Regions from separate parts of the Mus musculus genome. Here region 1 is linked to region 2. A link is a contact called in public HiChIP or PLAC-seq data. All regions are on one chromosome and are shown on one strand. Each heading gives the region's core, a stretch centred on a gene start, on an enhancer-like site or on the middle of the called end of the contact. The rest is flanking DNA. Distances are from core to core; before and after follow the strand shown.

Evidence for each region. HiChIP or PLAC-seq counts read pairs in DNA pulled down with a chosen protein or histone mark.
Region 1: a contact with region 2 is called in an H3K27ac HiChIP or PLAC-seq map of embryonic stem cells, with 10 read pairs. The contact joins the enhancer-like site here to the promoter of Ccdc134 in region 2. A contact is called at or near these places in 5 of 39 promoter capture datasets (cranial neural crest, embryonic stem cells, second pharyngeal arch cranial neural crest and 2 more), 5 of 15 datasets of contacts at CTCF or cohesin (CD8 T cells, the G1E-ER4 cell line, the NIH/3T3 cell line and 2 more), 73 of 484 Hi-C or Micro-C datasets (the 63-12 cell line, the AML12 cell line, B cells and 45 more), 14 of 115 datasets of contacts at active chromatin or transcription factors (CD8 T cells, the HPC-7 cell line, the NIH/3T3 cell line and 7 more) and 4 of 9 other capture datasets (adipose tissue, embryonic stem cells, liver and 1 more).

What each region holds. Positions count from the first base shown.
Region 1 is chr15:82,185,614-82,191,554 of GRCm38.p6, reverse strand. The region is part of intron 11 of Srebf2 (sterol regulatory element binding factor 2); the gene reads right to left. Among named protein-coding and RNA genes, the nearest start is that of Mir33, 9.5 kb to the left of the region's middle. Within about 2 kb of position 3,489, at least 43 of the 459 cell types and tissues checked have an H3K27ac peak or open chromatin away from gene starts, as enhancers often do. A contact at or near this core is called in CD8 T cells, CD8 central memory T cells, the HPC-7 cell line and 8 more, where this site is marked.
Region 2 is chr15:82,125,165-82,131,906 of GRCm38.p6, reverse strand. Ccdc134 (coiled-coil domain containing 134) reads right to left here and starts at 3,985. Exons shown (of 7, transcript NM_172428.2): 1 at 3,858-3,985; 2 at 1,737-1,855; 3 at 362-483; 4 at 78-162. The coding sequence starts at 1,839. It overlaps Mei1 (meiotic double-stranded break formation protein 1), which reads right to left. Exons shown (of 31, transcript NM_028897.3): 30 at 6,642-6,742; 31 at 5,093-5,293. The coding sequence ends at 5,248.

The DNA.
Region 1 (5,941 bases), core at 2,240-4,739, 60 kb before region 2:
TGGTAATTAATATAAGCATTTTTTTCGTATATGTGCACCGCATGTGTACCCTTAAGACCAGAAGAGGTTGATGTGTTCTGTGAAGCCAAGGATGTGCTTTGTAGAGCGCGGTACGGGGTGGTGGCGGGCCCGTGCTGAGGCATCTCCCCGTGAGGAGAGCCACTCCACACAGGTCTAGTATAAAACAGAGTTTGTTTGGGGACAGGGAATGGGGATGGGAAGGAAGTAGAGGCAAAGAAAGAGAGGGGGCACAGAAGGACAGAGAAAGAGAAGGAAGGGAGGGGAGAGAGGGAGAGAGGGAGAGAGGGCTCAGAGAGACTAGTCAGTCCCTTTCAGAGCAAGCCAGGCCTACCTGCGGGGTGGAGCCTGGGAGGAATGCTAGCAGCGTCACCGGGAGTTACAGGTGGTGTGAGCCACTGGGTTTGGGAGCTGGGGACCAGATTCGGTCCTCCAAGAACAGCAACTACTCTTACAGCAGCTCGCTCTCCAGCCTCTTTTTAAATTCACGTGAAAAGGATTAGGTTTCATCGTAGCATTTCCAAACAAAATCTGTTTGTGTTGATTCTCCTCCATTTCTCCTCCCTCCCCCACCCTATACCTGTTCACTCCCAGTGCCCCCCTCCCCCCACGATTTCTCTCTGTACCCTTGGATGGCCTAGAACTTGCTCTATAGGCCTCCAGAGTGGTGAGATTAAGGGCATGTCCCCCTTTTTGTTTTCAAGTCACGTGCTCTAGTGTGCACAAGCCCTGTCCTTCCACCTCCACGACTTGCCCTCTGCCCCCTCCCACACACAACCAGGATGTGAACGAAAGTAGGATTCATCTTTCTGAGGCTGCTTGACTTTAATTTCCAGATCCATCCACTATTTTTTCAAATTTCATAATTTTGTTTTCCTTTATAGCTGAAAACACACACGCACGCACACACACACACACACACACACACACACACACCCCTCTTCATCCCTTCATTACTCTACCAACGTCTGTCGAGAGATCTCTCTAGTTCTCTAAAAAAGGACACTGGGTATATACCTTTCTTTAATATATACCAGTATATATACCAGTATATACTGGGCATATACCTTTCTTTAATCCCAGTACTCAGGAGGCAGGGCAGGTGGATCCCTACCAGATCAGCTTGGTCTACAGAGTGGGTTCCAAGACAGGCTCAGCTACATAGTTGTCTCAAACCTTGTCTCAAAACCAAACCAAACCAAACCAAACCAAACCAAACCAAACCAAAGGGATGTTAAAAGTGTCTGGAAATGAAACCACCAGTGCATAGCCAGGACAACACTGTTTCTGGGGCCCCAGTGTAAGACAAACGCAAGAACATCGCTGTCTGTTGGTTATTAGAAATTCTTTTCTCCCCAACCCTGGCCCCAATTCCGTCTTTTTTGAGTGATAATATCTCCACTCTATAGCTCACGATTTCTGATCTATAAACCTACTCAATCGGAACAGGGGGCCGAGCAGAGGTGGACGGGAAGGAAGACACATAGCTGGAGCCCCAGGAGTCCGCCACAGGGGCTGCTGGTCTGGGAACTTCCTTCTCCAGCGTAGGCACTGCCTCTAATGAGGGCATCTATCTCGGGGTCTGGGAGGCTGATGGTTCTGACCTTTAATAGACTTTAAGCAGCAATCAGCTAATGTAACAGTTTCAGAAAACTTGAATGCCAGAGTCAGAAATAGCACAGCCACTCGAGGATGCGCTGGGGAGGCTCTGAAGGGGACCACGGGGACAGCCGCCTGACGGGAGAAAGCTGACTGGCCTATAGACACACTCACTGGCAGTGTCATGGCAGCCTATAGGACCAGGACAGCATTTCACTTAGATTCACAGAAACAGTGACAGTCTCCTATTTACCACCCAGCCTTGGGAACAGGGTACTGTGATACCCAATACCTAAGAACCTGTGACCTGCTATGACCTTCAAAGTGCTCACCGAGCTCCTCGGCGGTGGGACAACACAGGCTGTGTGTGTGTGTGTGTGTGTGTGTGTGTGTGTGTGTGTATACATGTGTAATTCCAGGGCTTCGTGTACCCAGAATCTTCTAATAATTGAGTCCAACCCTCTCCAGGTCATAGGCCTGGTTAGCAAGGAAATATGGTGACTGTTCCAAGGAAAAATAAGGAGTGCTGGCCTCTGTAGGGATCCAAGGGTGATACAGAGAGGTACAAAGGAAGCCTTTCAGGTCCTATGGCAAGAACCCACTGAAGCCATTTAGGAAATTATTAGGTTAAAATATATTTTTAACCTGAGCTCTTTTATTTCAAACATTGAAATCATGGTCTAGACATTAAGAACAACAACAACAAGAGCAACAACAAAAAACCCCTTGGAGACAGCATCTCATTTTGTAGCTCTAGCTGTCCTTGAACTCAGAGATCCAACTGCTCCTGCCTCCTGAATCCTGGGATTAAAAGCATGGCCTCCATGCCTGGTCTGACATTAAATTAAAACATTCTGTGTGTTTGTGCACCATGAATGCAGTACCCACAGAGCCCAGAAGAGGGTGTCAAGAGTCCCTGGAGTCTAAACTTTAAGAAGCATTAGCTGACATGAAGTCTCCCCTTAATGGTTTGAACTAATAAGAAACATAAATCCAAGACAGGCAGCACAACTATAAAGGCTTCTGTATAGGAAACTGAGAATAATTTTTATTGCTCTTTTAATTTTCTTGGCTTTATACTCCAATTATAATACTCCCAGTTTAAAGAAAAAAATACTTTCCCTCTAAATTTTGGAGACACCAGACCTCTCTGAGCTACAGGAGCCTCTCCTGTAGCTCATCTGCTAACTGCCTGGCATGAGAGGCGAGGCAGCTGCCCAGGACTGCTTAGCTCTCGAGAGCTGCCCAGTGTGCCTGGACTGGCTCCAGCCCTCCGTTACAGCTGGCGACTGTGTGCCACGAACCCTAAGTGGCACAGGGAACGCTCACGGGAGCCAAGTGGTACCTGCAATTCCTGCTCTAAGCATGGATACCGGACATCATGTAGACAGATGAAACACAACAGACCGAGGTGCTTCGAGATGCAAAAGCCAGACTACATTACCTTCCTTTAAATAACATTGTATTTTGTGTAAAGCTAATAAGTTTTAGGAAGCTATTTTTTTTGACTGTTTTGTCTTGTTCTAAAAAGCAATTAGCATGTGGAAACCAGCGTGAAACAGGGAATGGGGTGCTGTGTCCAGTTTGAGTCTAAGCCATGGTGGTACATGTCTATGACAGCTACACTTAAGAGGTGGAGGCAAGGTGAGTGTGGTGGCCCACCCCTTTAATCCCAGCACTTGGGAAGCAGAGGCAGGTGGGTGGGTCTCTGTGAGTTTGAGGTGAGCCTGATGTAGGTAGTGAATTCAAGGACCATCAAGGCTAGCTAGAGAGATGCTGTGTGAAAACCAGACCAAACCAGATCAAACCAAACCAGACCAAACCAAAAAGCTAAGGCCAAGGGCTGGAGATGACTCAGCAGTCAAAAGCACTGGGTGATGCTCTTTCAGAGGATGCAAAAGGAGGCTCACAGGCTTGTATGTGGTGCAGCATCTATGCCGACAGAGCACCCAGACACACAAACAAAAGTAAATCTTAAAAATCTGCCTCAAAGGCCTAAAAAAATAAAAGCATTGTCTCCTCTTTCAAACTGCATGTCTGATCGCTCCACAAGCTACTAAACTAATTAAGACATAAATACTTCGTAGGTTACTGGAACCACTAACAACTAAACAAACAGAACCAAAACGCCAGCTCTTTGCCTCTTTTTTTTTTCCTTTCCTTTCCCCCCACACGCCCCCCTCCCCCCAAGGTTTCTCTGTGTAGTACTGGCTATCCTGAAGCTCGCTCTATAGATCAGGCTGGCCTTGAATTCAGAGACCCACCTGCCTCCCTGGCCTGTCTGCAACTCTTTTTTTTCTTTTTCAATTTTTATTTAAATGTATGAGTGCTCTGCTGCATATACATCCACAGGCCAGAAGAGGGCGTCAGGCCCCATTACAGATGGTTGTGAGTCACCATGTGGGTGCTGGGAATTGAACTCAGGATCTCTGGGAGAGCAGACAGGGTTCGTAACTGCTGAGCCATCTCTCCAGCCCCTTGTCTGCAACTCTTAACCCAGCTGCTCCAAAAGGGAGTGGACAGAAAGGGGCAGGCACAACAGATGCCCGCCACTGTTTGCCACCTTACTGGCAGTGCACACTGGGCAACCCTGCTAAAGTCTCAGGTGTTTACCCCTTTGCCCCAGCAGAGCCATCACTAGACACTTAGAATGAGGGTGTGTTCACAGCGGTGGGTGACAATTAAAAACATTTCCTTTCTGCAGTGGTTTGTAGCAAATACAGGAAGTGCTCCTAACAGCCTCACGTGAGTGCCAGCCACCTCTGCAAAACAAGATGCCCAAGATCTCTCGCTAGGTTAAAAAACTGAAGGGAAAACCAAGGTTTAAGGTCTAAGCAGCCACCTGGAGTGGATGAGGCATCTGTCCTATGTGCTGGAGGACTGCCAGGGAACTACATATGAAACTGCTGAGTATAGATGAGGCACACAACGCCTTCGGGGGGAGCTGCAGGCAAGGGTGATTTTCTTTCCTTCCTGCTTTGTGATAAGGTCTGCCATGTTGCCCAGATTAGCTTTGGACTTACTTCTAGGCACAAGGGATCTTCCTGCTGCAACCTCCCAAATTCAACAAGGTGTGCCCCAGTCACCAGCTTTTAGAGCCACCTCAGTGGAGCCATCTCCCTGAACCTCAGCCCGTGTGCTGAAGTCAGGCTGAGAGCTCTTCTGTAAGGCAGCTGCATCTCAGCAATGATGGCGCCTAATGAAGCTAAGTGGGGCTTTGGGGTGACACAATGGTCCTGTCTTTGAGCTTACCCACATGTCTTTCTGCAAGCCTGAACCCGCCTGGGTGTCCTGCCAGTTAACACATTTTTCTCTACTATCTGCTCCGGAGTGCCTGGTCCAGAACAGGAGTAAAATAAAATATGCTGGATAAGTCAACCGATGCATGTCTCATTTATTTATAAAAGCGGAGGGGAGAGTTAGTTTCCTTACGCCCTGTCACGTAGACTACCATGATACACTTGTGGCAAAAGATCAGCGTTACCACACACATGTTCTCCGTCTGTTCTCAGAGTATCACCTCCATTACCAAGTGGTGACAGGCAGAGATAAAATATTCCAGTGTGTTCAGTTATCTATGCAAAGTGGGGCACTGAGGGAAATGTGGCTCTCTCTGCTGGAGTAAGAGAAAGCCCGAGGTCAGCAGATGTTGTGAACCAGCGATAGTGAGGGTTGGGAATTAGCCAGCTGTGAACAACCAGCGCAGGCCCCGTCCTGTGCCAGGCGACGAGGGAAGCACTCCCTAACTTCCCACCTCGCAGCTGCCCTGCGAGCTCTGCAGAGCGCTGCTCTTTGTTATTTGTGGATCTATAGTCCCGAGATCAATCAATACAAGGTATTCCCTCAAAACAGTCTGTAGATAAACAGACAGGAGATGTAATAAGACTCTGAAAATGAGTTACACATGAATCCCACGGGGGTGGGGGGGTGGAGAGACAGATAGACAGACAGACATGCTGTGTATTTCTATGAACTGAGGCTTTTACTTCAGTGCACCAGAATGTCCCCGTAAGGCTCTCTGCCTGAAAAGCCCAGCAAGGGGGACATCTTGCTGCATTTTCTTCATCACTCTTTGCCTTTGTGGAAGAACAAGTGACCCCCCCCCCCAAATCCTTCAAGTGGCAGGGTGCATTCTGCTTTTAGGCCCAGGATGGGAAAGCACTCAGGGAAACATTATGGCCTGACTGCAAAATGTCACCCATAGGCTCGTGTGTCTGAATACTTGGTCCCCAGCTGGTGGTCCCCAATTTGGGGAGCTGTGGAACTTTTTGGCCATGGTATAATTGGGAATTATATAGGGATACAGAGGTCACTATGAGGGGTG
Region 2 (6,742 bases), core at 2,736-5,235:
AGTGATGAGAACATAGAAGGAGCAGCTAGAGAATAGCAGGGAGTAGGGAGCCAAGGGCGGTGTTGGGGAGACCATACCATCCTTCAGCTTCTCATCCTGGGGGACCGGCCCGTCTGGAAGCACATCGGCAGCAATGAGCACTGTGCGGGAGTCCTCCAGCACCTGAAGGAACCCCATCTTGGCTAAGTGGCTGTGTGGAGATCTTCACAACTTAGTTCCGGCCCCCGTTACCTGAATCCCACTCCAACCCTTCTACATATGGGTCACTCCCTCGATGAACACTGTCCCCTTTAGAGAACCCTTCCTCTGTGCTCCAACTGAAGCCCTGTCCTGCTGCGAGCTGCCCTGCTTCCTGACACACCTTGAAGAGTCCCTTAAGCATGACATCCAGGATCTTGTACTGCTGGTGGATGTCATTCAGCTGCGCCAGGTTCTTCAGTGCCAACAGCTGCTCTCGCCGCTTCACCTCAAACATCTTCTTGTCTTAGCAGCTGTAAGTTAAGGGGCTAGCACAAAAGCCAGTACAATGGTCCTGTCTCCGAGGGCCCACACATTCCTAACCTATGCCTCCAAAGCATTGGAGGGTCATGGCTGGGGCATACGTAGGTCCTGTAATGTACCATTTCTCTAGATCTCAAAGACTCTACACACAGAAAAGAGAACAAGCCCAACACTCCAAAACCAGGCACCTGCCCTATCTCCCTCTATCTCCCTGTCATCTTCCACAATCACTCACTGCTCCAGAACCTCCAGCAACCTGTTTCAACTGTAGCGTCGGCCAGACATGCCCCCACCATTCTCCTGGAGTTTCAGTTCTCGAGACCTTGCTCAGTAGGTGCATATCCCAAGACTCCTGTATCCATCAGAGCCTCTGAGCAGAGGAACAAAGGCCATCTGTGTGGATGCTGTGGTGTATTTAAATGTTTCATTCCCAGATGCATCAGGAAGCAGGGCAGCTCACAGCAGGACGGGGCTTCAGCATGGGAAGATGGGTAGAGGTTCTCTAAAGGGGACAGTGTTCAGTGAGGGAGCGACAGGGTTAGGAGGTGTGGCTTTGTTAGTGGTGTGAGACTGGGCGGGGGAGGGCTTTGAGGTTTCAGAACCCACACCAGGCCCAGTCTCTCTCTGACTACCCCTCACCCCCCCTTTACAGATCTGGATGTAATCTCTCAGCTGCTGCTCCAGCGCTAACGCTGCCTTCCTGCTGCCACGCTTCCCACCACAATGATCAAGAACCAACCCTCTGGAGCTACCAGCAAGCCCCCAACCAAAGGCTTTCTTTTTATAAGCGACCTTGGTCATGGTTTCTTTCTCTTCAAAGCAACAAAACAGTAACTAATACACATACTTTTTGGTTCTATAGATGCCTCAAAACCAGAGATGGTCTTGTCTCATCTTTGGGTCACCAAGGCCCAGAGGACCAGACAAGATAAGCTAGCAACCCAAAGTTCTGGAGGTCCTGTGTGAGGTCTTAGCCAGGTACCACACACATACAGTCTTAAGCCTTCGCAGATCTGAGAAATGGGTCTAAATGTCAGTTAACATGGGGAGCAGGCTCGGGAGAAAGCCGACATGCTCAGTATGGGCAGAGTGTGTTTCCTCCTTCCTCCTATTCTTACTAACTCCGTCTGCTCAGCCCTGGAAGCCCTGCAAGGAGTTATGGACACCGAGGGACCTCGTTCACCAGCCCTTCGGAGACAGTGAATTCACATCCCACCAAAGCCCCGAAGAGATACAAATCTTGAGGCTCGGGTCCAGAGTGCTCTTCAGGGCGCCTGTGACTTCCGTGCCAGGCCACAGGAGGACAGAGAAGGCTGCCAGGAACTGAAGAAGGTCCATATCTGAGATTCTGGAGCTAGAGGAATAACCCAAAGATAGGGGCAGGGGGTGAGTTCAGGGAAAACATACCTCCCCAGACATGGCCCAGCCTCCAAATACCAAGCATCCAGCTCTAGGGAGCCCTGAAGATCTAGCCAGGACTAATGACTAGCAGGCACACTAGACAGGCTTATAGGATTGCAGAAGAAAGGAAGAGACACTTTAGCCAGTCTTACAACACTGGATAGGGACTGAGGCTAAAGCTCTAGGTTAGAGTCCTGACTACATCTGCCTTGTTCCTGGGCAAGCACTCCAGTTCTCTAAGCCAGGGAAGGTCTTATAGCTTAATATAGCTTCCTATAAAATCGGGCATAGGAGGTCCCCTTCCTGATGCAGAGCGACAGGTCTGAACAATGTACTATGTCTGGAGAACGGGGCTGACTGGGCATTAAGGTTCTTTTCAAATCCCTGTCCTAGCCTTCTAAGAGGGTATCAGCCAAGGAGTCTCAGGCAGTGAGAAGGTATGTAAGGCTTGTATGGCTTCCCTCCTCCTCCAACTTCTTCTGACATCAGAAAGAAGGGACACAGCATGAGAAGGGAAGCAGGGAAGACTTGGAGACTGTACCCATTCACCCGGGAACTACATGTGCAGCATCTGTCCCTAATTCCAACAACAGCCCAACCATTACTGCTCAAGCAATGTTCCACGCAGTTCTAGAGCTGAGAACACATACCCAGGAAGTATGGCAAACCAAACTCCCTGAACTTGTACCTTATCGCTTGAATGGGTACGAGACAATCAACCAACATACAAGCATAAAAGGATTCGGTTGGTGAAGTTCGAACCAGGGCCCGAGTCTGATCCCCAGTATCATGAGTAAGCTGGGTGCAACGCATGCTTGTGCTCCTAGATCTGAGGAGTTGGGGACTCAACTATTCCTGGAGCTTGCTGGCCAGCTAGTCCAGCTGAATCTAGGAGCTCCAGGTTCAGTAAAAGGTCCTGTCTCAACGAATAGGGAAGAGAACAATTAAAGATACCTGGTATTGATCTCTGTCCTCTGCATACACATACTGAGGTGTACATGGAACACACACACACACACACACACAGTTGGCTCTGTTTTTTTTTTTTTTTTTAAGGATAAGAAGAATTTGGTCAAGTGAAACATTAATATGTGGGGGCTGGGAGTAGTGGCTCATAACTTTAATCCCACCACTTGGGAGGTTGAGGCTGGAGAATGTCCTTAAGTTTGAGAGTAATCTAGGCCTTGTCTAAAATTCCAAAATGGATAGACTAGGGTGGAAAATGACAGTCAACAGAGGCCTCATACTCAGATGAAAGATACCCTGTTTTACTAATGTGGAAACTGGGGGACAAAAAAAAAAAAGTTACTATTCAGAGTCTTACAGCTGTTCCTAGGCTGAGCCAGGAGTCTTACTCTCAGTTCAGTGCACTGTGTCTTGTCTCTAAATAAGCACAGGGCATCTCATATCAAAGCTGGCCACACCCCCACCCAGAATTTGAGATGCTCTGGGAGAGATCCTTAGGAGAACCCCTGCCCCCACGGAGCCGGGACAGCAGAAATCTACAGAACAAAGATTATCCAGGACCGTCCACCTTCCGTCTCATGTTCCAGAACCCAAGCGAACTTGAACCAGGCCACAGCAAAACTTAGGGAAACAAATTTACCAGACAACCTAGGATAACTCAAGCAGGACAAACGTGGGAAAGCAAAGTAGCGGACCGCGGGGGACAGGTCTGGTTTTCATGACTGATACTCTACTCTTCGGCCTCTAAATCTCGCTTCTGTCCCAAGCGTCCCCAGCGCTCTTTCAGACTCGGCAAGCGACTCCGAACTCGTCTTGTAGAGCCTGTGGTAGTGGCCGGGCGGGGGTTTTGGTTCCGCGCCTTGGAGCTTCGGAGGGGCAAGCGAGCCTTTCTAGGTGTCCGAGTCCCGAACCCGTACGCAGTGCGGGGGGCTCCGCACTCCCCTCCCAAGAAGCCTACAGTACAGTCCGGCACCCCCACCACTACCTACCCCGGCCGGCGGTGCAGGGAGAAGGGAGCAGCCCCTTGGCGAGCAGCCGGAAGCACCCAACTCTGGCAAGGCGCGGAACTCTACAGCAACCGGCCAGCAGTGCTAGGAGACCGACAAGCGGCCGGCCCACCTACTGCGCTGCTCCTGACCAATGAGACCGGGCCGCGAACGCCGCGCTCCGCTGACCTCACTTCCGGCCCCGCCCCGCTGTGCTCTGGCGCGTGTCGCTGCAGCTGTCAGCCACGGCGTGGTCCTGGGAGAAGCCGTCGCCCGGCACGCTGATGATCTCGGTTCTGGTGGAGTTGGAGGAAGTTAAGCTACGATGGGGCCCTTACCCTGCTGAAAGCGCGTCAGCAAACCGCGGCCCGAAACCCTTGCTGCCCGGCGCTTTTAGCGTAGTGCCTGATGTCTCATCTGAGTCTATTTTAAACCTCAGCTCGCAAGATCCAAAGAACTTTTTAAGGAACCAGCATAACCTATGGTAGTGCGGAGCACGGGCAACCCCGACTTGTCCATCCAGTTCACTGATTTCTAAACCAGAGTTCTTCCTCTGTTCGTAGACATTCTGTTTTGCTCCGGGGTAGGGATTGAGGGTGTCAGGACAGCTAGATCCGGGGAAGACCGGCGGAGTGGCCAGTTAGGACGCAAAGCCCAGGCTGGGCTGATATACAAACAGGTGCGGGCAGAGTTTTCTGCCAGTAGCCGGCGATGGTAGACGTTAAATGACCATTGCCCACGTGAGTATAGAAAAGGCTTGAGCCAGAGAGGCTGAAGTGGGTTTGATTTTATTCCCCCCTGAGATTTGTACCTCTTCCCATGTCCACTTGAGGTGAAGTGCTTCTCCAAAGTCCAACCACAAGGCTTGGGGCCCTTGATGTTGGGGCCTTCCCAGCTCAGGGGTTCTTCATGTTCTCTATGTACAACTATGAAGCACTTTGCACATGCTCAGGCCCCAACCCTTGGTTTTCTGAGACAGGGTTTCTCTGTATAGCCCTGGCTGTCCTGGAACTCACTCTGTAGACCAGGCTGGCCTTGAACTCAGAAATCCGCCTGCCTCTGCCTCCCAAGTTCTGGGATTAAAGGCGTGTGCCACTACTGCCTGGTGCACATGCTCCTTAAATGCTCTCACTCTCCAGTCTGTCTCCATCATTTGCGGAAACAAGCCAGTGTCCAGCTGTGTAGCTGAGGAACAAGTTCCAGGAAGATGAGCTCAGAGTGAAAGTGCACACAGGAATGTTAATGCATTATTTTATTTCCCAATTCCATTTCCACTGTGGTGTAAAATAGCTCCAGAGAGAGGCTTGATATTGTTTTCCCCCTCAACCATTATGCCCGGAATTTGTCTGCAGGTCTCATTGTTTTCTGTTTCTGGGCCTTTATGTCCTGAGGCTCAGCCTCTGATGTGAGCCTGGGAAACAGACACACCTCCGAGGCAGCTGGCGTGAATCATGAGAGGAGAATAAAAGAGAAACAGAGCTGAAGGGGGAGGGGAGGGATATCACAGAACCCCAGAAGGGTAGCAATGGTCAGAGAAGAGTATGAATACTTCTAATATTGGTGGCACGGACTCCAAAACTGGGACCAGCAGTTGGCATATAACAGAGAACTGTTCCATGAAAAGAGAAGATAGCCAGGGGAGTAGCCAGTAGGGCTAAGAAGTTCTCCTCTGGGGCCGGAGAGATGGCTCAGCAGTTAAGAGCACTGACTGCTCTTCCAAAAGTCCTGAGTTCAAATCCCACAACCACATGGTGGCTCACAACCATTCGTAATGAGATCTGATGCCCTCTTCTGGTGCATCTGAAGACAGCTACAGTGTACTTAGATAATAAATAAATCTTGAGGCTGGAGCAAGCCAGGCCCACCAGAGTGGGCAACCTTCATTCCCAGCCACCACATGATGGCTCACAACCATCAATACAGCTACAGTGTACTCATGTACATAAAAATAATAAAATCTTTTTAAAAAGGAAGTTCTTGGGCTGGAGAGATGGCTCAGTGGTTAAGAGCACTGACAGCTCTTCCAGAGGTCCTGAGTTCAAATCCCACAGCCACATGGTGGCTCACAACCATCCATAATGAGATCTGACACCCTCTTCTGGGGTGTCTGAAGACAGCTACAGTATACTTACATATAATAAATAATAAATAAATAAATAAACTAGGATTGAAAAAAAAAGGAAGTTCTCCTACACACACACACACACACACACCAGCACTATAATATTCTCAGCTTCCTAAGTGCTGGGATATACAGACATGTGCTGTCATGACTGGTCTCAACCTAGGCCTTTTTAGGGACTTACCAACCACTACTGCTCCTTACTTGGGCTGAGTACTGGCTGATTTTTTGTGTCAACTTGATACACCTGGAGTTATCACAGAGAAAGGAGCTTCAGGTGAGGAAATGCCTCCATGAGATCCAGCAATAAGGCTGAGAAGTGATCAAGGGGGGAGGGCCCATTTTGGGTGGTGCCTGCCATTCCTGGGCCGGCAATCTTCTATAAGATGGGTTCTATAAGAGAGCAAGCTGAGCAAGCCAGTAAGTAACATCCCTCCATGGCCTCTGCATCAGCTCCTGCTTCCTGACCTGCTTGAGTTCCTGTCCTGACTTCCTTTGGTGGTGAACAGCAGTATGGAAGCTGAATAAACCCTTTCCTCCCCAACTTGCTTCTTGGTCATGATGTTTGTGCAGGAATAGAAACCTGACTAAGACAATACTGCTACATATCTCTGTGGCTTTGGTGATGTTGCCCAGGCCAAAGGCCCCAGGGCAAGAAAGGATACAGCATGTCTTGAAAGAGTGGCTGGGCTGGGAAGGTGCGGGAGCAAAGGCCTTCCAAAGATGATTGCAAGGTCTGGGTCATGTGTTGGTCATTTAGGAGACC